Regions from separate parts of the Zea mays genome. Here region 1 is linked to region 2. The links are chromatin contacts, called in public Hi-C maps. All regions are on one chromosome and are shown on one strand. The core of a region is the stretch at or near the end of the contact, and the rest is flanking DNA. Distances in the headings are between cores, read along the strand shown. Region 1 holds the start of LOC100281837. Region 2 holds the start of LOC100382223.

Region 1 (4,703 bases), core at 277-2,776, 140 kb after region 2:
TGGTACAATGTTTGGTGCATCACTAAACATGTCTGGCGCCTTATAAAAAACTACACCGAGTGCACTTTCTCATCTCTTCTCATGCATTCTAACACTAGATGACTGGGTTGCCTAAATTAGACTCCTCGGTGAATAATGTGGTCATCTATCCTAAATCTGATAACACACTGTGTTGTGTCTTGATTGGTGAAACAAAATTCTTTAGCTTATACCTTTGGCTTAAGATCTTGCATTTTGTTTTTCTTCTTCCTCTTTTCAATATTGAGCAGTTGATCATCCCTTTTGGCCTTCATCGTCCTTTTCATGGTTGCCAATCTTGTTCAAAACCTGGGTGTGAACTTAACCTATCTCATATACAATACTAGAGTAAAAGTTAGTCCACCGATTGTCTCAGTTGTCAGAACCACACATGGAGCTTTCACCCTCTTGGATCACTCTCTGTCATCTTCACTATCGAGCTACCGACCAAACCACTATGGTCCTCATTACTCTGATATACAGTGGTGGCCACACCGCAAACATGGTTCATGTAGTCTCTGAAGACTACAAACCCCTCTAAGTATAATAATGATGCACACAAGCACTGAGTGGTAAGAGGTATATAAACCTCACTAAACACTAGACTTAAATCTAGAGCAAACACATAAACGATGGTCTACCTAGCCTAATCACTTGAGAAAACATCTACACTAATCACTATATGTAGCGCTAAACATTATACAAGTGGAGAGCACTAGAATGGATAACCAATTCTTTTTATATGTTTCTTAGCTCTCACCCACTTCAAATGACTGATTGGAGTACTATTTATATGCCTATCCAAAACTAGTTGTTTGCAAAAGCTGCACACTACTGTACTAGACATGTCCGGTAATAAACACAGAACTTCTGATAACCCGTCGATTAAAATTTAACCACTGTATTGCTTTTCAGTGAGCATCGAAACTTTACACCTGATAGGAGCACTAGACGTAGCACGTGGTTCAACGAGAGTCCTCTTGCTATGATGGTGGATTATCTTAACTGTCGACTGTCGTTGGTCTTGCTGTAGAAATAAAAAAGGGCTGGAACCATAGACTGCAAAGGATAGAGACAGTGCAGCTTCACTCACGTATAGTGGCCTGAACGCGGCTTGTGCTAACACGAAATGTGACGCTGCAGACTGCAGTGGAGTGTGGCCTCCGTTTATCCGCGGCGTCTAATCCAGCATCACCGTCAGGGATTATCCCCCCTACATTTTTTTTTGTGATTATCCTCTTCCTCTGTCCCCGCGGAAGGCCAACACGGCCCGCCCAAGCCCAGCACTCCTGACGCGACGCGACGCAGATACGAGATATCTTCCCCCTCGTGCGCGGGACCCACCTCCATCACATGACCCGCGGGCCCGGCGCCCCACGCCGAAATCCTCAAAAAAAATAATATTTAATCAGATTTCGCTTGGTTCCCAGCCCCCCACGTGTTCCGCCCCCGCCACGTCACCGTCCCCCACCTACTACTACATGTAGCGCATCACCACCATGCTATGCGCTGCGCTGCCTCCCTCCACTACTACGCCAGCCACTCTGCCTTCCCTCCCCCACCACCACAAGAACCGCTTCACCATTGCCGCGTCCAGCTGAGCCTCCTCTTAGCCGCGTCCAGCCAGGAGAAGGCGGGCGCGCACACCTGCTGCTTGGTGACCACGTTCGATGGAGCTGCACAAGTACTGGGGCGTGGGGGGCCGGCGGTGCGGCAGCTGCGAGGGGGCCCCGGCGGCGGTGCACTGCCGCACGTGCGTTGGTGGATCCTTCCTCTGCACGACGTGCGACGCCCGGCCCGCGCACGCGCGCCTGGGCCACGAGCGCGTGTGGATGTGCGAGGTCTGCGAGCTGGCCCCCGCCGCCGTCACGTGCAAGGCCGACGCCGCCGTGCTCTGCGCCGCCTGCGACTCCGACATCCACGACGCCAACCCGCTGGCCCGGCGCCACGCGCGGGTCCCCGTCGCCCCCATCGGCTCCGAGGCCGCCGCCGCGGCCGTGGAGGCCATGCTGTTCGGGACCGGCGAGGCGGCCGCTTCCGAGGCCGACGAGCAGCACGCGGCGGCCGAGCACGCGCACGCGCACGCGCACGCGCTGAACCTCAACGTGGAGGCCAAGGACATGAAGCTGGACTACCTCTTCTCTGAACTGGATCCCTACCTCAGCGTCGAGATCCCGCGCTTCCAGCACGCTGACAGCGTCGTCCCCAACGGCGCCGGCGCTGCCGTCGAGCTGGACTTCACGTGCGGCATCGGCGTTAAGCACTCCTCCTACAGCTCCTACACGGCCACCTCCCTCGCTCATAGCGTAAGCTTCGCCCTTCTCTTGCCTTGCCTTGCCTTTAGATGCATATATCATCTTGGAATTGAAACTCATGTGTGGAGCTGTGGACACCGTCCCGATGGATCTTGCAGGGCTCCTCGTCGGAGGTTGGCGTGGTGCCAGAGGCCTTCGGCGGCAGCGGCAGCGGCGGCGGGAGCTTTGAGCTCGACTTCACAAGGCCCAAGCCTCAGGCCTACATGCCATACACCGGGACTCCCCAGAGCCACAGCGTAGGACCCCAACCAAGCTCCCAACTTTCGGGACGCACATCCGTTAGACACTCCATGTGCTCGTCCTGACGTATCGTTGCGGACTCGATCGGTTCCGTATGCAGGTGCCATCCGCGGACGTGGAGGTGGTGCCGGAGCGGGGAGACTTGGCTGCGGTGAGGCCGGTGCCGCTGATGGGGGAGAGCAGGGAGGCGCGCCTGATGCGGTACCGTGAGAAAAGGAAGAACAGGCGCTTCGAGAAGACCATCCGGTACGCGTCCCGGAAGGCCTACGCCGAGACGCGGCCGCGAATCAAGGGCCGGTTTGCCAAGCGTGCTGACCACGACGGGGACGCCGACGCCGACGACGCTGAGGCCGAGGCCGAGGCCGCCGTGCCGATGTCATATGTGCTCGACTTCGGCTACGGCGTCGTACCGAGCTTTTGATGTGCCCGGGCCCAACACGCGCGCACATGGCCGGCCGCGCGCTTGAACCGGCATGGCACGCCGCTGCGCGCGCGCCTTGTACTTGTATCGATCGATGTATAGGGAGGAGTAGTAATCCCATGTACTCTCTTTTTGAGCAAGCTCTTGCGTAAACTAGTGATGTATAATTTGTACTACTAGTAAGAAACTGCAGTAGCCGCTGCTAATGGATCACCAATCTATACCGCGCACAAGTTGTCTTAAACTTGCTATTCTGAGTGCGGGATTTTATTGCACTGTTTTCAAAAATACACATCAGTTTTTTTAAAAAAATTTAAAATCGTGTATCTGAAGTTATATGCAGAAAAAAAAAATCCTCCCACCTCTCATGAAAACCTGTGTTTCTTCTTACTAAATTTTTATCATGTCGTCGTATTTACTTATATCGTGGGGTATTCAACAAAGAAGAAACTTAAATAAAATCCCTACTATGAAAAGCCATATTAGCACAGTAGTACTATATATGATCTATGTCGATTTTTTTATTTAGCCTCATTTTTCCTAATATTCACGTTTACGTCCTCGGTGGTTGTAAATATATTTTTGGAGCCAGAGATCACTAGTTTTTTTAATTTAACATTTTTCTCAAAAATTCATATTTACACCCTTAGAGCAACCGCAAAAGGCTCTCTAATTTTTTCTAATTGATATAAATTAATATTTTTATAAAAAATAACCTCCAACTACTTATTTAAAATGGTTATCCAAATATAGCATCTTCTATTCCGGTTTTCACGTTAGCTGAAGATAGAATACGAGAATGGCTCTCTAGAGTACAAATAAGATATAGAAAAGATATTGGAGATTTAAAATATATAGAACATGGTTTTTATGCAAATGACTCTCTAAATAATAATTTAGAGAGTAAAATCTAGAAAGACACTCGGAGATGCTCTTAGTAACTATAGATCTATTTTGACGTGTTGTTCGGTGTCGTGGACCATAATGTTGAGGTAACATACTTTAGTGTTATAGCCCATATAACATCGAGGGAGTACACAATAGTTCGCGTGGACGTCACTCTGATATTGACGTGATAGTAGCTCGACACCATAAGCCATAGCAACAACCTCGACACTATAAGCCATAGCCCCGAGCTTCCTTCAAAATCGTACAGACAATTTCATGACCAATGATCAATTTATTTTTTTCATTTCCTCTCCATGTTTCTCTCTCCCTATTTTTCCATATCTTTTGATCTATAGATCTTGTGGAGCAATGTATTCTCCCTCTTCTTTCTAATTTGTACACACTGATTTGATATATGTTAGGTGTTGTCGGGACCATAATTAGGGGTACCCTCAAGACTCCTAACCTCAGCTGGTAACCCCCATCAGCACACAGCTGCAAAGGCCTGATGGGTGCGATTAAGTCAAGGATCGGTCCACTCAAGGGACACGATCTCGCCTCGCCCGAGCCCAGCCTCGGGCAAGGGCAGCCGACCCCAGAGGATTTACGTCTCGCCCGAGGACCCCCTCCAGCAGCGGACACACCTTCGGCTCGCCCGAGGCCCAGTCTTCGCCAAGAAGCAACCTTAGCCAAGTCGCCACGCCGACCGACCGTATCGCAGGAGCATTTAATGCAAAGGTGGCCTGACAACTTATCCTGACGCGCGCCCTTCAGTCGACAGAGCCGAAGTGACCGCAGTCACTTCGCCGCTCCACTGACCG
Region 2 (4,576 bases), core at 1,159-3,658:
TCCCCCTTCCCACCTTCAAGTACGCGTGCCCACGCACATACGACGCCGGCGGCGGCAGCGGCGCTGTTTTTTCACCGGGCTACCCGTGTCGAGACGCCGACACACGACCAACTATCCCAAACAAGCGCCCGCCGGGCTCCGGCGTGCTGCTTCAGACAGAGTCCAGAGCCTGCCGTCGTTTTCAGCTTTCACCGCTCCCATCGATGGATTCCCGGCGATCGCACCGTCGCCTGCCTGCGTCTCCTCCCCTGTCACGGCCCGCCCGCCAATCGCGCGTATTTTGGCAGCCGCGCCGCGACGCGACGCGACGCCGACCACTGGCTGCCTGCCCCGCGTCGTCTCGGCCCGGTTTTTTTTTCCATCCAAGTGGGTCGCAGAATCTACTCGTCCGTCCGCGCACGATCCCCGCGTCCGTATTTCCTGTTTTGACCAGGATTTTGTGCTGATGCATCCGTTGTATGAGTAGTAGGTTCTATGCGTTGGTGTCGACAGACAAAACTACTGCGAGTTTGGTAAAAGGGATCTTTCTTCTGCGACTGTTGAGCTAGCTACAGACTATAGTGGATCGATTTTCTGTTGCCTGGTGATGATGGCCGTAAACGTGCCTGTAGCTGTCATCTTACAGACTTACGGTAGCGGCAACCAACTAATTGCATTGACCGACCGCTGTTGTCGCGTCCCCTCTCAGGCCCGTCCCATGCCCAAACGCTGGAAAAATCTATCGGCAGCAAATAGTCGCGTCCAAGTTGATTATTTGATCCATATATTATTATATCACGGTGCAACAAAGATGGAATCGTTACAAAAAAAAAATGCACAAGGTTTCCATCCATTTCGATATCAGGTTTGTTGGAGACTAATCTCGGGTGGCTGTTGTCGGAGGAAAAGACGGTGGTCGCAGTACGGTCCGCACCGACACAGGGAAAACGAGCAGCACGAGTCTCCAGGCTCGTGTCGAGAGCGCATCGGTACCGGAGAGGTCGGTGCCTCGGACGGCCTGCGCGTGCAGAGCCCAAACTCTCACGCACACGCACCGACGCAGCGCCATCTCTCCTCTTTCATCCGAAACCCACGGAGACAGAGCACGGCAGCGTGTAGCAGTGTCAGTGTGTAAATAAATAAATAAATAAATAAATAAAAATAGACATACTTCTACGAAACTATAAAAGTTATTAGAGAGAAATTAAAAAAAACCAGAAAATGGCATATATGGGAGTGATGAGAGGAAATAAATTGGAAACTTCTCGGCCAGGACAAATGGGCCCCACGCACGCCGCACATTCTCGTAGCTACGTACTAGCTTTCCTTTCCTTTGCGGACACGCCCGTCCGCGCCCACCAGGCCCACTGGACTGCTGTCCATCACGGCTGTACAGTACTAGTACATGCACCTCTCGCCGGGCCCACAAGCGGCCCTCCTCCTCCTGTCCTGGCCTCCTCGGGCCAGGAGCCAAGTTGCTGCCGTCGCGTCGGTCGTCGACTCGTCGTGATCGCGGGCAGCGCAGTAGCTGCCGCGTCCTTGGGTCCGTGCCTGGGTGGCGGAAAACTCGTACGCGTACGGCCAAACAAGCTCGAAGAATCACCGGAGCCGGCCGCTGGCCAGATCCAATCCAACAAGAACCGGATGGACCGAGCTTCACGGCAATCGTTTCGAAATCCGGCCACGCGGCCGTGGCATGTTGTAACACTTGAACCAAAGCACGACGAGCCCGAACCGATTCCCGGTTGCAGTGAGGGGTATTACTTCGCCTTCGTTTCAAAATAATTGCCACAAAGACCATTCTTTCCTCAAGTTCCTGTGGCTGTTCCTGGCCACATTCACCCTGTGCAGTAGTACTCCTGCATGGATGCACAAGCACAAAGACCATTCTTTCCGATCGTGCACCGCCCACTTTTGTTGGTCAAAGCATCCAACATCCAGCACCATTGCAACACGATGAGGGGCGGATCAATGGCACTTTTGTGGTGTCAAATTCTGGACTGGATTGAGTGGTTCACTGTTTTCTGGTCTGGAACCGTTTCCGACTTGGAACCTTCAAGGCAACCGAACACGGGGACGCCACATCCTGGGGACGATATGGCCACCATGGTGACACCGTCGGCGATGGAAATTGAGGTCTTATTTACGTAGTGTAGTTTAAAGTAGAAAACGCTGTAGGCATTCCATGGAGAGGCGAAGCCTTATTGCTGCGTGCCAAGTTCGGGACGATGAAGAACGGGCTCCGGCGCTGCCAGCCTGCCACCATGGGCTCTCATTCGGGAGAAGACAGAAGAACGACTGTGGGTTGGAAAGGGCTGTAGCTGTAGTTGCCCTTGGCAGGAGGGGAGGAGTGGAGGACGCCAGCTGAGAAAAGCCGCACGACTTGGCACTTGCCCAGAGTCCACTCACCTCTATAAATTCGTGCCCACCCCGCTTCAGGTTCCATTCCTCATCACCAAGCCGAACCACAGAGCTCCCCCACACCCACAGCGGGGTGAAGCGAATCGCATCAAATTCGACCGAAGAATCGCGCCGCTCGGCCCGGCCACCATGAGCTTCTCGTCCATGAGCAAGCAGCAGGTGCTGGACGCCGGTGACGGGGAGGGGGAGGAGGTCATGGAGCTCATCCCGGGCCTGCCGGAGGAGGTGGCCGAGAAGTGCCTCCTCCACCTGCCCTTCCTCTACCACCGCCTCTTCCGCACCGTCTCCTCCACCTGGAACCGCTTCCTCACGGACGCCCTGGCCAAGCCACTGCTGTTCCCTCACGCGGCGGGGGCGGGGACCGCGGCCACGGGGTCGGTGCCCTTCCTCTTCGCCCTCGCCTTTGACCCCATGTCGCGGCGCCTCCAGTGCCAGGCGCTCGACCGTTTCTCGAGGAAGTGGCTCCTGCTCCCGCCGGTGCCCGGCGGCGCCGCGGCCGGGTCGTTCGCGGTGGTGGGGCTCCCCCGCCGCGGCCAGATCTACGTGATTGGGGGCGTCGAGGAGGGCGGCGACAAGGCCGTGACGAGCGTGGCGGTGTACAGCGCCGCGCGGAACGGGTGGGAGGAGGCGGCGGCGATGCGGACGCCCCGCGGGTACATGGCGGCCGGGGAGGTGGGAGGGCGGGTGGTGGTGGCCGGGGAGGACGGCGAGGCGGAGGTCTTCGACCCGGAGGCCGGGCGGTGGTCGCCGGCCGCGCCGCGCCGCGGCGCCGCCGTGGCGCGGTACGACGCGGCGGCGGCGGGCGGGAAGCTGTACGTGACGGAGGGTTGGGCGTGGCCGTTCGAGCGCGCGCCGCGCGGCGCCGTGTACGACGCCGCCGCGGACTCGTGGTGCGAGATGGCGCGCGGGATGCGGGAGGGGTGGACGGGCTCCTGCGCCGTCGCCGGCGGCCGGATGTATATCGTGGCGGAGTACGGGGAGTGGCGGCTGAAGCGGTACGACGAGGCCCGGGACGAGTGGCGGATGGTGGCCGGCACCGGGGTGCCCCCCGAGGTGCGCCGGCCGCACGTGGTCGCTGGCGAGCTCGGGGAGGTCGCTGGCGGGAGGCGGAGGATATACGTCGTCGGCGCCGGGCTCGACGTCGCCGTGGGCACGGTTTCTGCCGCCGCATCCGCCGCCGCCGCGGTACCCGGCGTCGAGGACGAAGTGGTGGAGTGGGAGGTGGTCAAGGGCTCCGCCGAGTTCGCCGGGATGGCGCCCTGCAACGCGCAGGTCCTATACGCTTGAGGCGCCGCCGGACCCCGCCTTCGGGTAGAACGTCCGCAAACCGATGGTTCGGTACCAGTCGGCGCACCCACAGGGGTCCACCAGCCCCGTGCCGCATCACGTCGCCGGCGAAGCGCATACCTAGCCCACATGTCAGTGGAACGCGACGGCTCCCGCTCCATCGTCTCGCCGGCAGGAGCGAGTGGCTTGCTGTTCCTGTTCCTGCTAGGAGAGAAGTATATAGATGACCCAGAAGAAACCAGATGCGCAAACGCAGCTGCACAGGCTCGCAAGTCGCAACGTGGTGGTCTGGTGGACGAGTGTGTGAACCGTGAGCGAGCATTGATGGCACTAGAGAAAGGCTGAAAAATCTTTTCTTCCATGTGGGGCCGAGGAAGTGTGCAAGCAGTAGAACTTATTTTTCTTTTCAGGCTTTTTTTTACCTGTGTATATTGGATTTTGGTAAAGACTTTATTTGCGTTCGTCGCAATGCACAAACATCCGGATCGAACCGTACATCTAAAATCGTAGAGCTGAGGCCAATGTTCCTACCTTATGTTCAGTGTACTTTGGAGAGGATTCCTTCTGCTACGATCCTTATGGACTAGTTTGAGAATTTTATTTTCTCTGGTGATTTTTATTTTTCTAAGTGAAAATAAATTAAACAAAATTTTCTTAGGAAAATAAAAATCATTTGAAAAAATAGGATTCTAGACTTTTAATCTCACAGATTCTTTAATTGTTTATTTCTTTGTGATATTAACTCTTTTAAGCTCAGTTCTACCTACAAAGCAGCGTCGAAAAATTTAGGTGTTGCTAACGTAACGACAAACAAAATTTCATGACACAATTTAAAGCAACTCGCAACTACAAATAAGTGATAGATGTGCAAAATATCTTATTCAAGAGT

The links. Hi-C and Micro-C count contacts between places; a contact is called where the count stands out from the background.
Region 1: a Hi-C map of leaf shows a contact between it and region 2, with 2.7 times the contacts expected there. The contact joins the promoter of LOC100281837 here to the promoter of LOC100382223 in region 2. A contact is called at or near these places in 2 of 25 Hi-C or Micro-C datasets (endosperm and leaf).

What each region holds. Positions count from the first base shown.
Region 1 is chr9:112,883,757-112,888,459 of Zm-B73-REFERENCE-NAM-5.0, forward strand. It overlaps LOC100281837, which reads left to right and starts at 1,527. Exons shown (of 3, transcript NM_001368108.1): 1 at 1,527-2,324; 2 at 2,432-2,569; 3 at 2,674-3,347. The coding sequence starts at 1,689. The coding sequence ends at 2,994.
Region 2 is chr9:112,740,097-112,744,672 of Zm-B73-REFERENCE-NAM-5.0, forward strand. It overlaps LOC100382223, which reads left to right and starts at 2,409. Exons shown (of 1, transcript NM_001174979.1): 1 at 2,409-4,161. The coding sequence starts at 2,530. The coding sequence ends at 3,687.